Regions from separate parts of the Pan troglodytes genome. Here all the other regions are linked to region 3. The links are chromatin contacts, called in public HiChIP or PLAC-seq maps. All regions are on one chromosome and are shown on one strand. The core of a region is the stretch at or near the end of the contact, and the rest is flanking DNA. Distances in the headings are between cores, read along the strand shown.

What was found. HiChIP or PLAC-seq counts read pairs in DNA pulled down with a chosen protein or histone mark.
Region 1: a contact with region 3 is called in an H3K4me3 HiChIP or PLAC-seq map of stem cell-derived excitatory neurons, with 5 times the contacts expected there. The contact joins the promoter of USP2 here to the promoter of NECTIN1 in region 3. A contact is called at or near these places in 1 of 7 Hi-C or Micro-C datasets (induced pluripotent stem cells) and 1 of 1 datasets of contacts at active chromatin or transcription factors (stem cell-derived excitatory neurons).
Region 2: an H3K4me3 HiChIP or PLAC-seq map of stem cell-derived excitatory neurons shows a contact between it and region 3, with 3 times the contacts expected there. The contact joins the promoter of C1QTNF5 here to the promoter of NECTIN1 in region 3. A contact is called at or near these places in 1 of 7 Hi-C or Micro-C datasets (stem cell-derived neural progenitor cells) and 1 of 1 datasets of contacts at active chromatin or transcription factors (stem cell-derived excitatory neurons).
Region 4: an H3K4me3 HiChIP or PLAC-seq map of stem cell-derived excitatory neurons shows a contact between it and region 3, with 3 times the contacts expected there. The contact joins the promoter of OAF here to the promoter of NECTIN1 in region 3. A contact is called at or near these places in 1 of 7 Hi-C or Micro-C datasets (stem cell-derived neural progenitor cells) and 1 of 1 datasets of contacts at active chromatin or transcription factors (stem cell-derived excitatory neurons).

Annotation. Positions count from the first base shown.
Region 1 is chr9:121,327,954-121,331,417 of NHGRI_mPanTro3-v2.0_pri, reverse strand. It overlaps USP2 (ubiquitin specific peptidase 2), which reads left to right and starts at 2,067. Exons shown (of 13, transcript XM_001166112.8): 1 at 2,067-2,320.
Region 2 is chr9:121,286,166-121,289,725 of NHGRI_mPanTro3-v2.0_pri, reverse strand. C1QTNF5 (C1q and TNF related 5) reads left to right here and starts at 1,648. Exons shown (of 3, transcript NM_001428085.1): 1 at 1,648-1,839; 2 at 2,094-2,350; 3 at 2,686-3,560. The coding sequence starts at 2,137. The coding sequence ends at 3,203. It overlaps MFRP (membrane frizzled-related protein), which reads left to right. Exons shown (of 13, transcript XM_009424324.5): 12 at 551-678; 13 at 763-987. The coding sequence ends at 987.
Region 3 is chr9:121,670,089-121,673,586 of NHGRI_mPanTro3-v2.0_pri, reverse strand. NECTIN1 (nectin cell adhesion molecule 1) reads left to right here and starts at 1,702. Exons shown (of 6, transcript XM_016922150.4): 1 at 1,702-2,649. The coding sequence starts at 2,571. It overlaps LOC101059011 (a long non-coding RNA gene), which reads right to left and starts at 1,545. Exons shown (of 5, transcript XR_001707584.3): 1 at 1,318-1,545.
Region 4 is chr9:122,150,142-122,153,464 of NHGRI_mPanTro3-v2.0_pri, reverse strand. OAF (out at first homolog) reads right to left here and starts at 1,961. Exons shown (of 4, transcript XM_001166728.8): 1 at 1,328-1,961. The coding sequence starts at 1,558.

The DNA of each region.
Region 1 (3,464 bases), core at 818-3,317, 340 kb after region 3:
GCCACATGTGGCCCAGGATGGCTTTGAATGTGGCCCCACACAAATTCGTAAACTTTCTTAAAACATTATGAGTTTTTTTGTGTGATTTTTTTTTAAAGCTCATCAGCTATCTTTAGTGTTAGTGTATTTTATGTGTGGCCCAAAACAATAATTCTTCTTCTACCATAACCCAGGGAAGCCAAAAGATTGGACAACCCTGTTTCAAAACCTTCCAGTAGCTTCATAAAAGCCAAAGTCCTCAGAATGGCCTTGGGGACCTACAGGCTGGGTCCTTCTCTGACCTCTCTGATCGCATCTCCCACTCTTTCCCTATCTTTCTCTCTCTTCACTCCAGCCACATTGACTTTGTTCTTCCTCGAAAGTGGCAGGTCGCTCCCACCTCAGGACCTTTATTTTTACTCTTCTCTCTGCCTAGAACATTCTTTCCCCACATTTATGTGTAGTTCACGCCTAGCCTCCCTCAGGTCACTTGAATGTTACCTTCTCCGAACACACCTCCTCCTTGCTGGATGTGCCCCATAGCTCTTAGCATCATCTAACATATTACATACTCTACTTATTTAGTCCTGCTTCTACTAGAATGTAAGCTCCCTGAGGGCAGGGATTGTGCCTGTTTTGTTCCCTGCTATATCCCCAGTTTCTAGAAGAGTGACTGGCATGTCCAATATCCATCTGTAAAATGAAGTGATGGAATGAGGGCCCTAAGGAAGTATAACATGGTGAAACCCCATCTCTACTAAATACAAAAAATTAGCTGGGGCTGGGTGCAGTGGCTCACACCTGTAATCCAAGCACTTTGGGGGTCTGAGGCTGGTGGATCACCTGAGGTCAGGAGTTCGAGACCAGCCTGACCAACACGGTGAAACCCTGTCTCTACTAAAAATTCAAAAATTAGCCAGGCGTGGTGGTGGGCTCCTGTAATCCCAGCTACTCGGGGGAGGCTGAGGCACAAGAATCACTTGAACCCGGGAGGAGGAGGTTGCAGTGAGCCGAGATTATGCCATTGCACTCCAGCCTGGACAACAGAGCAAGACTCTATAAAAAAAAAAATCGGCCTGGTGTGGTGGCGCACGCCTGTAATCCCAGCTACTTGGGAGGCTGAGGCAGAATTGCTTGAACCTGGAGGTTGCAATGAGCTGAGATCGCGCCATTGCACTCCAGCCTTGGCAACAAGAGCGACACTCCGTCTCAAAAAAACAAAAAACAAAAACAAAAATAAAAACAAAACAAGAGTTGAAATCAAGAAGGGAATCGTGCCTTGGACAAGAACAGGGGTGCCTCTTTCACTGCTCCTGATAAGAATGGATTCAGACATGTTTGTAGGTAGAAATTTAAGAATTCCCCTCTTGATTGCGTCTGATTTCTCTGGGAAATAGAAGAGAAGGAAGGACTTGAGGAGAGTAGCGATGGAGAGAGAGATCTATGGTGAAGATGGGAGGAGTTAACGGCAGCTGCAAGGGTTGATGGAGCAGCTGAAGTTGAAAACCTGGATTTGCCTTGGTACCCAGCTACCTGGTTGTGCGATTTTCCTCATCAACATCGGGGGAGTCGGGAGAAGGTTACATAAAAGGAATGGGAGCAGCAAAAATTCAAGTTTTGTCTCGGCTTTTTCTTGAAAAGACCAAAGAGAATTCTTTCATTGACTCAGTGCCTCCGTTTACCCACTCAGGCATTCATCACTAATCACTGGTCCCATGAAAGTAAAATGAGCGGAGAGTGTCTTTGACAGCAGAGAAAAAGAGAAGAGGCTGAGGAACAGGACCTCCCCAGCCCAGTGAGAAGGGGAGTGGGGGACGTTTAGTCTTCCCTAAAAACTGAAAGTTGATACGCCCCAGGGCTCAAGTTCCGAGCCTTCTCCCATTGACCCCTCTTCTTTCCCAATACCTTCCAGCTGCCCCGTCGTGTGACATTCCAGTCCACCTCTGTTCCTGCTCCACCCCCTCCAAACTCGCGTGCTTTTCCTCCACGTGGTTCTCTGTGTATATCGGTTGCCTGGGTGGCCCCAGCCGGAGGCCGGGCTCTAATGACGCCACAATAGGAACAAGCCAATAGCCGTGACGCGACTCAGTGACGCAAGACGCGGGGTGTGGCTCTGCCGGCCCAGGCGCGATGAGGCGGCTGCCCGCTGGGTGGCGCCGATTTCCCGGGGAGGTCCCTTCTGGGCCCCCGGCGGAGGTGGGAGAGAGTCAGGCAGGAGCCGAGGCCGGGGAGCCCTCTTCGTCAGCTGGTGCTCACTGCGCCGCGCCAGCGCCAGCCGGGACTCACCCGCAGCTCCATGCTTGTGCCCGGTTCGACTCGTCCATCCTCCAAGAAGAGGCAGGTACGTGCCACCTGTCGGGGATCCGGGAGGGGGGATTCGGGGATCAGTGCCGGTTTGGAGCTCAGAAAGTAAGGTGTCCACGACATTCTGGGCAGAGTGGACACTAGAAATATAGGGAGAGAGCCGGCTGTGCAGGGACGCTCCAGCTGTGTCTGCCAGTTGTGTGAGGGCTGCCTGCTGACAGCCCAGGGTGCCAGGAAGAGCCAACTGTGTGCTGATCAGTGTATTCTAAGGAAATGCTGCTTTGGCGGGTCCTCCTCGCTGTGCCCCGTGTATATCGGTGGTATGTGGCCTGAGAGCGACACTGACAAACCCCCTCCCCACGTGTGCGTGCAGCTCACTCGCTGCTCTTAAAGCTCCCCGGTCAGTTTGCTAAAGGGGGTTAGGGGCGGGGGGTGGGCAACAATTAAGCGGAAGGGGAGATTTTCCACCAATCCCAAACCAGAAAGAGGCAGCTTTGAAATTCTCACCAGTCCCAAACCAGAAGCAGGCACGCGGTGCTCCGGAGAGAGCAACTTCTCAACAGTCAAGGGAAGCCCTAGCCACCCCATTCTAGCCCTTCCCTGAAGAGTGAACATCCTACCTCCTGACCTGGCTGCCTTTAGAATGGGACTGAGCTGGAGGTAGTGGTAGGGGCTGCTAACCTCCCCTGGAATGGGCATGAGAACATCCCCCAGATGGACCCCCCTAAAGCAGAGGAAAGGAGAGCTGATTGGGCTAAGGTCGAGGCAGGCCCCCTCCTCTGATGCTGTAGATGCATGTCAGACTGGAGTCAGAATGAGGACTGGAATGAGGGCGTCCTCTGAAGTGCATCATTAGGACCTGGGCTGAGTCAGTAGCCTGTGCTAAGACAGGGTGGAGGCACCAGGCTGGGTACTCCCAGTCCTCGGGGAGAGCCATCGAGAAACGTCCTGGGAGCAGACAAGTGCACCAAGGCCAGAGAGGCTAAGAACCCCGTTCCTTCCTCTTGTGACCCTGCTCAGCCCGGCTCTGTGGCCCTGGAATCCTGAGCCCTCCCACAGGTAGAGTGGAACCACCCCAGAGGGGCCAAGCATTCTCCTGGTGGCCTGGGGGAAGCTGCGCTTGCCGTATTTTTCTAGGCAAAGGGGGAAGGAGCCCAGATGGGCTTGGCCTTTCTCTGCTT
Region 2 (3,560 bases), core at 399-2,898, 380 kb after region 3:
GCCATACTGCACAGTGTCCCATCCCATCCTCCCTGAGGGGGCGGGGCCAGCTGGCCTCACCATCCTGACTCTGGGACCACTTCACAGAGTCCTGGAAGACAGTCGGCTGGTGGTGGCAATGGTACTGAGTGTCACCCCAAGGGAAATGGGAATCTGGGAATCATTGGTGGGGCTTCAAGAACCAGTCCCTTCTGTCCCCCAGAGCCCCTTTCCACAGCCCACACCAAAGACGAAGGCATCCTCTTACACAGAGCAGGGGGTTTCTTCCAGATGCCCAAGCGGTCCCTGCAAATGCGGGTGCCCCATGTTCCCTGAGATTAAAGACATGCCTGCATGATGCCCAGGGCTGGCAAGCGATGCTGGAGCAGGCTCTCAGGGATGGCAGGGATCCTCAGAGTGTGTACAGCCTGTCTCTTTGTTATCCTCTTGCTTCCTCACAACCATCCCCATTGGACCCATGTACACACAGGACCGAGCGATTCGGTGACTTGCCACAGGCCACAGAGCCAGTGAGCAGTCCCCACAGTGGCCCTCCCCTCCACCCCTGCAGAGCTGGCCTGTGAGCCTGTCCAGGTGGAGATGTGCCTCGGTCTGAGCTACAACACCACGGCCTTCCCTAACATCTGGGTGGGCATGACCACCCAGGAGGAGGTGGCAGAGGTCCTCAGCGGTTACAAGGTCTTCTGGGTGGAGGGAAGGAGGGCGGGCCTGGGAGGGGAGGAGCCTGGGAGCAGGTGCCTGAAGGCCACTCTCCCTCCACAGAGCCTGACAAGCCTGCCCTGCTACCAGCATTTCCGGAGGCTCCTGTGTGGGCTGCTTGTGCCCCGTTGCACCCCACTAGGCAGTGTTCTGCCCCCTTGCCGCTCTGTCTGCCAGGAAGCGGAGCACCAGTGCCAGTCTGGCCTGGCACTACTGGGCACCCCCTGGCCCTTCAACTGCAACAGGCTGCCAGAGGCAGCTGACCTGGAAGCTTGTGCCCAGCCCTGACCCTGAAGCCGGCCCCTGCCCTCTTCCTGCCCGTCCTCTTTTGCCGGTCAGGGCTGGCACGCAGGGGAACAAAGGAAGGAGCACCAGCAGGGTCTCTACCCATCCTTCTCTGGGGCTCCCAGGGAGGGGGAAGAGAAGTCCTCAGCTGGGGCTCATGGGACCCTACCACCCTCCCTGCTCCTTCCTGTCCCTTTACCGGTCCCAGGCTGCTGACTGGCCCCACACTGTGCCACCGGACAATCGAGACCGCTTCCCATCCAGGCCTCTTCTCCTTTCCATCTGCTTTTTCAGCTTCTCCATCGCCTGCCTTCTGACCTTTTCCTTGATTCAACAAAAATGTACTGAGCATCTATTCACGAGGCAGGCCCTGTCCTAGGCCCTAGGGATCCAACTGGCTGTCTGCCTCTAGAACTCTCCACCCTCATCTCTCTGCGTATTTCTCCCTGAAATGGGGTCTGGTCCTTGGTCTCTGCCACTGCCCCGCCTCTCCTCTGGCCCTGGGAACAGGAGGTGCCCTGTGTGTCCGTCTCTCGAAGTTCTGCCTCTCTGTGCCCAGCTCAAGTCTCTCTCCCCCTCCTTTCTCCCCCTAAACTTTGGCCGGCCGCCGGGCGACACCACGAGTTATTTCCCAGCTATTTCCCGGTCCGGGAGCTCTTGGCCCCTGAACAACTGGTTTCCTCTTGGAGGCTGGGAGGAGGAAAGCGGAGCCGGCAGGGAGCGAACCAGGACTGGGGTGACGGCAGGGCAGGGGGCGCCTGGCCGGGGAGAAGCGCGGGGGCTGGAGCACCACCAACTGGAGGGTCCGGAGTAGCGAGCGCCCCGAAGGAGGCCATCGGGGAGCCGGGACGGGGGGTGAGTCTGGCGGAGGAGGGGAAAGGGGCTGGGGAGGGGACTGTGGGAAAGGCTGGCGCGGGCCGGCGGTGGGAGGGAGGGCTGGCCGCTCCCACCCTCTCTCGCCTGCCTGTGCTCTCCGGATGCTCGGCCCTGCGAGCGCTCAGCCTCAGGGGCACGGCAGTGGGGTGGGGACCGACTGGGCCGCGCCGGGGTGGGGAGAGAGGCAGGTCCCAGGATTCTGGGTCCCGACTCCAGTCCTGCCTGGTCCACAGACTGCGAGAGGACCCCGGCGTCCGGGCTCCCGGTGCCAGCGCTATGAGGCCGCTCCTCGTCCTGCTGCTCCTGGGCCTGGCGGCCGGCTCGCCCCCACTGGACGACAACAAGATCCCCAGCCTGTGCCCGGGGCACCCCGGCCTTCCAGGCACGCCGGGCCACCATGGCAGCCAGGGCTTGCCGGGCCGCGATGGCCGCGACGGCCGCGACGGCGCGCCCGGGGCTCCGGGAGAGAAAGGCGAGGGCGGGAGGCCGGGTAAGAAGGCACCGCCGCGGCTATCGGTGGCGATGTCCGAGCAGGCGCGGTCGCAGCTCCAGCTCCCGGTGTCCGGGACTCGGGTCTCCCGCCAGGGGGCGCCACTCCCCGCGCTTTGCAGTCCTGAGCGGGGGAGGGGCCCAGGCGGCGGGAGCCCCCTTGGCCAGCCCCCCAGATCTGCCCTGCGGGAAGGGGTGGAGGAGGTACCCGTGCGGGAGGAGGCGCTGGCCGAAGCTCAGGCAGGGGCGGGGAGGGGTACGGTGACCTTAGAGTCGCCGCCCCGCTGCGGGCTGAGCCGCCGCTACTCTCATCCTGCCGCCCCCCTTACCCCGCAGGACTGCCGGGACCTCGAGGGGACCCCGGGCCGCGAGGAGAGGCGGGACCCGCGGGGCCCACCGGGCCTGCCGGGGAGTGCTCGGTGCCTCCGCGATCCGCCTTCAGCGCCAAGCGCTCCGAGAGCCGGGTGCCTCCGCCGTCTGACGCACCCTTGCCCTTCGACCGCGTGCTGGTGAACGAGCAGGGACATTACGACGCCGTCACCGGCAAGTTCACCTGCCAGGTGCCTGGGGTCTACTACTTCGCCGTCCATGCCACCGTCTACCGGGCCAGCCTGCAGTTTGATCTGGTGAAGAATGGCGAATCCATTGCCTCTTTCTTCCAGTTTTTCGGGGGGTGGCCCAAGCCAGCCTCGCTCTCGGGGGGGGCCATGGTGAGGCTGGAGCCTGAGGACCAAGTGTGGGTGCAGGTGGGTGTGGGTGACTACATTGGCATCTATGCCAGCATCAAGACAGACAGCACCTTCTCCGGATTTCTGGTGTACTCCGACTGGCACAGCTCCCCAGTCTTTGCTTAGTGCCCACTGCAAAGTGAGCTCATGCTCTCACGCCTAGAAGGAGGGTGTGACGCTGACAACCAGGTCATCCAGGAGGGCTGGCCCCCCTGGAATATTGTGAATGACTAGGGAGATGGGGTAGAGGCCTCTCCGTCCTGCTGCTGGCAAGGAATGGGGACAGTGGCTGTCTGCGATCAGGTCTGGCAGCATGGGGCAGTGGCTGGATTTCTGCCCAAGACCAGAGGAGTGTGCTGTGCTGGCAAGTGTAAGTCCCCCAGTTGCTCTGGTCCAGGAGCCCACGGTGGGGTGCTCTCTTCCTGGTCCTCTGCTTCTCTGGATCCTCCCCACCCCCTCCTGCTCCTGGGGCCGGCCCTTTTC
Region 3 (3,498 bases), core at 453-2,952:
AAGACCTTGGTACATCTGGGATTGCCCCTTCAAACCATGCCTTCAGCTCCTACAATGTGCCTGGCACAGAGCTGAAGGCCACCACAATGAATTCAATTCAACCCTGGCCCTTAAAGCACTCAGCAGCCAGATGGGAGATTCCCAGCTGCCACAAACTAAATCTGATAGCGTGTTCCCCAGTTTAAAACCCTCGTAGCAGCTACCGGGCATGATTCACGAATCTGCAGACCTCTCCTTTCCTCAAGTCTTAGGCTCAGGCTAAACCAGTCAACCCTTTGTGGGCCCCCTACTCACCTGACCATTGCTTACCTTCATTCCTTTGCTCGTGCTGACCCTCTACCTTAAATCCAGTCTCTTTTATATCTCTGCCCTCCAGCACTTACCTTGGTCTGATAGATGACTCACCGAGACCCTGTGTTCACTTCCCTGAAGCCTTTACACCAACCCCACCCCGGGCTAAACTGGGCACTTTTTCTGTGACCCACCAAACCCACACAATCCCATATTAAATATTTGTTTACGACATCCGTTTCTATGTCTGTCTTCCCCCACCCTTCAACTAGATTGAGTTCCTTCAGGACAATGATGATGTCTCTGTATCCCCAAGCCAGGCGCTGTGTTTTGACACAAAGAAAGCCCAGGTTACATTTGTTAAATGTAAAAGACCATACAGTGAGTGGGTGAGTGTTCATGACAATGCCAGATCTGACTACTTCCGCGAGAAACCGAGACACTCCAGGGCCGGATTCCAGACAGTGGGAATATGGCGCTGTCTTTGCCCCTTCTCCAGTGAGGAACCAGAATTTACGTGTTATCAGAAACAGCCACTTCCCCTCTGCTCCTGCCCGCCTAGAGGGCTGGGCAAAGGGTAGAGGGAGCAGTGTCCGGCCAGGGTCTGGGGAGAATTCGGCTCTCCTTAGTGGGAAACTCTGTCTGTCTTCCTCCCCCAGGGGGAGGGGATGGGGATAGGAGGACCAGAGTAAGGGGAAGAGGGCAGGCCCGGAGGGCGCAGTCGCCTTGGCAGAAATCCTACCACACCCGGATGTGGTGGGTGGTGAACGGGATGGGGCGGAGAGTCCCTGCCCTGCCAGGGACACTGACTGGACGATCCACTTTCGCGGGAATCCCACAAATCTCTCAAAACTAAGGTCCTGGAAACTGGAGGAGAGCTCGTTTTCAGGCTATGTTTGGGCAAGGGCGGGGCGCGGGGTGCTTCAATTTTTGGAAAAGGAACCCCCGAAGGGAGCAGGGATTAGAAAAGAAACTCTACCAGAAACCTCAGTGGGCCCGTCTCACCCACTCATGCCCACCACTGACTTCTCTGGCAGCTCCCCGTCGCCCCGCGCACCGCTGCCTCCCCGTGGAACGTCCAAGTGGTGCAGAGGAGAGGGATCTCCGGAGACTGGGTTCTGTTGCGAGCTATGCCACGTTCCGTCCCGGGCGGAACTCTTCTTTGGGCCTTTGTTTCCTCGTCTGTGAAATGGGGCCAGGGTGGGAGCAGAGGGCTTGCAGAAGCCCTGCCAGCTCCGACGCTGCTAGCCGGGATTCTCCATCCCGCCCTCTCCTCCACCGCCGCCCCCGGCCCGGTCCTAACTCCACCCCCACCCGCCGCGCCTCGGCGCCGCCGGCCGCTAGGGGTCACTGCCTGCCTTTGTCAGCGGAGGAGGAGGGCAGCCCGCGCTCCAGCCGGCTCCCCAGCTGGCAGGCGGCCGAGGGGTAGCTCCCGAGCGAGGGTCCTGAGCCGGACCCCGCAGCCCGCGCTCGCGATCCGCCTCTGCTTCGGTCGGGAAGGCGCGTGCGCTCGGGCTCCGACCGGGCCCCGGCGGGCGCGCATCGAGGCCAGGAGGGGGTTAACGCTAACCCCTCCCCTCTGGCTGACATCACGGGCGAGCGGGTGAGAGGCTGGAGCTCGGCGAGTGAGAGAAAGAGAGCGAGAGCAGCGAGCGCGGCTCCACATTGTTGCGGATCGCCGGCACCCGGCAGAGCGGCGGCGGCTGGGACGCGCGGCGCCTCCGACCCGTTCTCCTCGCGCCCGGCCGCGCAGCCAGAGCCACCCGGGCCGCCGACCACCGAGCCCCGCGCCCGCCGCCTGGGCCCCGAGCCTTCCGCGCCGCCCGGGTGCGTCCCGCCACCCTCGGAGGACGGCCGGCCATGGACGCCTGCAAGTTGGAGCCGAGCGGGAGGGTGTGAGCGCGCCGGGGCCAGGAGCCCGCGCCGCGCAACCGGGCAGCCGGGCGAGCCGGGGGTGGGTCCCTCTCCCCAGCCCCGCTCTGCGTGGAAGAAGAGGGCGGGGACCGGCGCCGGGAGGAGAGCGGAGGAGGCGAAGGGGCATGACTCGTGCAACTTGCGGCGGGCATCTGCCGAGCCTCTGAGCCGGCGGCGGCCCGGGGCCCGGACTGCGGCCGCGCGGATCCCACCCAGCCCACCCCGCCCCGGCCGACGGCTGCAGCTGACCTGGATCCTTCGAGCGCCCGCCGACCGCCAGCGATCTTCCCTCATCTTCCGGGCTGGTTTCTGCTGCGCGAGGAGCGCTGCCCTCGCCGCCCCTCTCGCCGGCCCCCCGGCCCCCGATGGCTCGGATGGGGCTTGCGGGCGCCGCTGGACGCTGGTGGGGACTCGCTCTCGGCTTGACCGCATTCTTCCTCCCAGGTAAGAGCGCTCACCTCTGCTGTCCCCACCCCCATCCAATGCCTCCCCGGGGCTGGGAGCCGGATGGCGGGCACGACTGGATTGTGGGGAGTGAAAGGAGCCAGAAAAGTTGGGTCACGGCTTGGGTAAAGGGGGTGGGAGGTGGCACGGCGGAGAAAGAGGTTGAGAAGCCGAACCGCCTGCCCTGCAGGGAAGCAGTCAGATGCACGTCTCTATGTAGCATGAAAGCACTTTCTCCGCTCAGTTCTTCACAAAAAATAATAATATGTAATAGCGTTCTATTTATTTAATAACCAGCTCTCTGCTCGGGAAGCAGTTTGGAAACACTGCGTGTTACATAAATGCAAAATAATCACCGTAATCACCGTCTTGGGGTGGGAGACAACAGCCCCAGGGGGAGGGCGTCAGTCTCAGAGCTGCGGGTTTGGAGTATGGCGGGGGGGCTTCGTCTCTTTCGGCGGCCCCTTTGCCAGACGGCTCAGGACGCTCGGGCCCCCTCCCGCCCCACACCGCCCCACAGCGGGCGCGGAGAGTCGGCTGCTGCGGCAGAGGCGGCTCCTCGCTCACCTGCGGTTCCTTTCCTGGAGGGTGAGGCCGGGGCAGCCTCCTCCCGGCCTGGCGCGGGACCGGGCTCCCCCTCGGAACTCTGCTCCCAGCTCTGGGGGCTCTCCCTGGAGGAGACACCGCGGGCTTCCTGCCATCCAAGTAGCTGCATGACCCACTTTCCCGAGGGTGCCCCGCGTGTCCTTCCTCGAGGTGCGGGCTGCCGGCAGCCGAGGGGTTAACCTCGCGCCCGACCCCGGGGTGGCCCTGGTGGCCCATTCTGACGGGTGGGGTGGGGACGGAGGC
Region 4 (3,323 bases), core at 712-3,211, 480 kb before region 3:
TTATGTCCAATGTCAGTGCCAACTCTGTGGCCCTGGGGCAATCAGCGGTCAAGCCTCACCCCCCAACCCCACCCACCTCTAGCGGTCAAGCCTAACCCCTCACCCCTGCTAACTATGGCAATCTGGCTGGGTCCCTAACTGACTTCCCAAACTCCGCCACCTCTCCTCTAAAGTGCCCTGTCTCTACGAGGGAGGAAAGACAGGCAGCTTCAGCAAGGGTCCCCGGGGCCCCGGGCTCCCCCAGCTATCTAATCTGCTTCACCCCTGCACTCCCCCAGGGACAGAGCCTCACAGGGCCTCTCTTTAGCTGGGGGAAGGAGACAGAACGCTCCTTTTGAATACCTAAGACTTACCCACCCTCTTTTCCTCCAGCTTTCCTGCTGCTGGGTCACTGTTAGTCACTCACCATCCAGGCCCATTTCCTGATAATCCCCCAGCCCCCTGGGTGCAAGGCCCTTCTTATTCCCTCCAACACAGACACACACACACCAAGAGCGGGCTGGTCTCTAACTCCCAAACCCTATTCTGGGACGGGGACACACACACACACAGACACACACACACACACACACACACACACACACACACACACACGGCTGGTCTCTAACTCCCTAACCCTAATGTGGGCCAAAATAGGGGGGTTGGCTCGCTTCCCTGCCAGGCAGAGTGAAGGGCAGCACTTCTCCCAGAGGGAGGGGGCCTCAGCTGGGGTCTCTCTCCAGGATCCTCCTGCTGCAAGCGCCCCAGCCTTCCAGACCAAAGAGGAGACAGGGCTTCTCCCGGCTTGAGAGGGACCAGGGGCAACCAGCTCTCCCCAGAAAAGTGAAACAGAGGGAGAGGTGACAGAGGGACTCCAAAATGTCAGGGCTGGGAGGCCTCGCAGACCCCTCAGTGCCCTGTACAGGGGTGAGAAGCCAGGCCCATAGGAGGAAAGAGGCTTGCTTGCTCTAGATCACACAGGGAGAACCCACAGTGAGAGCCCACAGCGAGAACACTTCGCCTAGGACTTTCCCACTAGAGCACAGGGGAATGACTCCAAGAAGGGAGTCCAGTCGTTAGTAGGAGTTCTGGAGGAGGGTTAGCACCTGGGGGGCTCTGGGAGCGCTGGAGGAGGGAGTGAGAAAGGGAAGCAGAGGGGTTCTTTGGAGAGAATGAAGGGGTGGGCCCTGGGGAGTGGGCAAAGAGGTGTAGAGAAGAGCCCGGCGTGACCTTGGGCCAGCCGCGTCTCCCTCCTGGGCCCGTCTTTCCGTCTGCAGGCAAGAGAGCGCCTGGGATCCCGGGGGGCTCAGGCTTGAAGGTGCCACCCCGGCGAGTGAGGGCGCCTCACCTTCTTGAAGTCGGCGGTGAAGGAGACGAGGGTGCCGTCGGGCTTGCGCAGCTCGAGGCTGATGCTGTCGGCGTCGCTGTCCGCCTGCAGGCTCTCCTCGGTCACCTGGCCGTCCGGCAGCCGCACGCGGACCCGCAGCTCGGCCGGCGCACCCGTTCCCAGCAGCGGCGCGAGCAGCGGCAGCAGCAGCAGCAGCGCAGGGCGCGCCAGGGGTACCCCGGGAAGGCGCATCCCCGGGGGCCGCTGCCGTCCGCGGCCCCGGCGCGCCGCGTGGGGGCGGGGAGAGGCGCAGGCAAACTTCGCCCAAAGTTGGGGGCTAGTTCGGGGCGCCCGGGAGCCGCTCCGCCGGGGGCCTTGGCCGCGGGGTCGCCCGCGAGGTGGCGCGGACGCACGTGGGTAGCGCTCAGCAGGGCGCCCCCGGCGGCCCCGAGGCGGAGACGGCGCTGCCCTGGCCCGGCTCCGCGGCCCCGGGCTCCAGCGCTGCGAGCCTGTGTTTTGCACTTTTCATTCAATCCCACCCCCCGTCACTTCCTTCAGAAAACAGAAACCACCAGGACCCGCCTTAAAGAGACCGCGCACCTCGCGGCCCTTAAAGGGCCCGCGGCTGCTCTCCGCGCTTCGGCGTTGGCCGGGCAGGGGGCGGGGAAAGGGGGCAGCGGCTCCGCGGCTTTGTGCAAGCGGCCTCCTCGACCTCCCTCCCGCCCGGCCGCGCGGAGTCAGCGACCCAGGGGGTGTCAGAAGTTTGCTCTCCCGGCAAATCCCTTCATTCCAGCAGGGGCAGGACGGGTGACTCTTCCCCCGCCCTGCACCGCCACCCCCCCCCCCCCCGCTTTTTTTTTTGGCTTGCTTTTGTGCCACGTGGATGAAATAATCGGGCTTGGATTTTTAGGGGTTTTGTTTGGTCTTTCAGTTTCTCTGACAGCGAATTTCTAAAACGCTTCTGCAAAATCAGACCTCGCTTTGCACTCTGCCTTTTCCCTGCCCCACATTGGGAGGGTGGATCGGGGGTTCTCGCCCAGCTTTGCCACGGCCAGGTGTTAGACCTTGATGAGTCAGGTCACCCATTGGGACGCGGCCCTCAGGTTTTGTGAGCCCCTGTGCCTCTTTCCTTTTCAGTCCTGCCTCCCGTGCTTCCCGCATTCACGGCCTTTCCTCAGTCCTGCCCACCACCGCAGACCCGGTTCTTTCTCTCTATTATAGACTATGAAAATCCAGGGAAATGTTAGATTCCAGGTCACTTGGGAGAATTTACAGGGACTCGGGACGCTGGCGCTCCATGACAGTGGCTTTCCCACAAGCCACAAGGAAACATGCGTGCCCTGCGGTGCACCCCAACAATGAGAAGGGTGAAGACCAGGAGATCTGGATTGCTGCCTCCTCTGATTAGTTGTGGAATTTAGGCACGTTTTAAAAATTCTTTGGGCTTAAGTGTCCCCGTGTGTATCGTGGAAGCTGCTCAGACCTACACTGTCCTGCCAGTCCCAGGCAAGGGAAAAAGCCCCACGAAGATGCTCAAAACCAATTGTTCCCTGACTTCCATTTTCACTTCTGTTGGGACCTTGATTACTGATGGGTGAAAACTCCCTTCTCTGCAGCCTCCTTCCCTGCTAGGGCTTCCCCAGCACAGGGCCATGTGAACTGCAGGGTCCGGCTAGAATCGGCCTCTTGCTATCATCCAGGGGCCCTTCCCGCTACCCGCTCTCTGCTGCCTAGATTTAGGACTGAAGGGAATTTAAGAGACTACCAAGTCAGCCTTTTCCAAATTTGCCTTTCCTGAAGAATCACCTGGATGCTTGTTAGAAAATAGATTCCCGAATCCCTAAACCCATGGAATCAGATTCTAGGGAAAAGAACTGAGGATTAGCATTTTTGACAAGGCCCACATGATGCTCGACATAAGTGGTTGACAGCAGGTATTTGGCAGATGTTTAAGCATAGAGCGTCTGGGCCGGGCGCGGTGGCTCATGCCTGTAATCCTAGCACTTTGGGAGGCCGA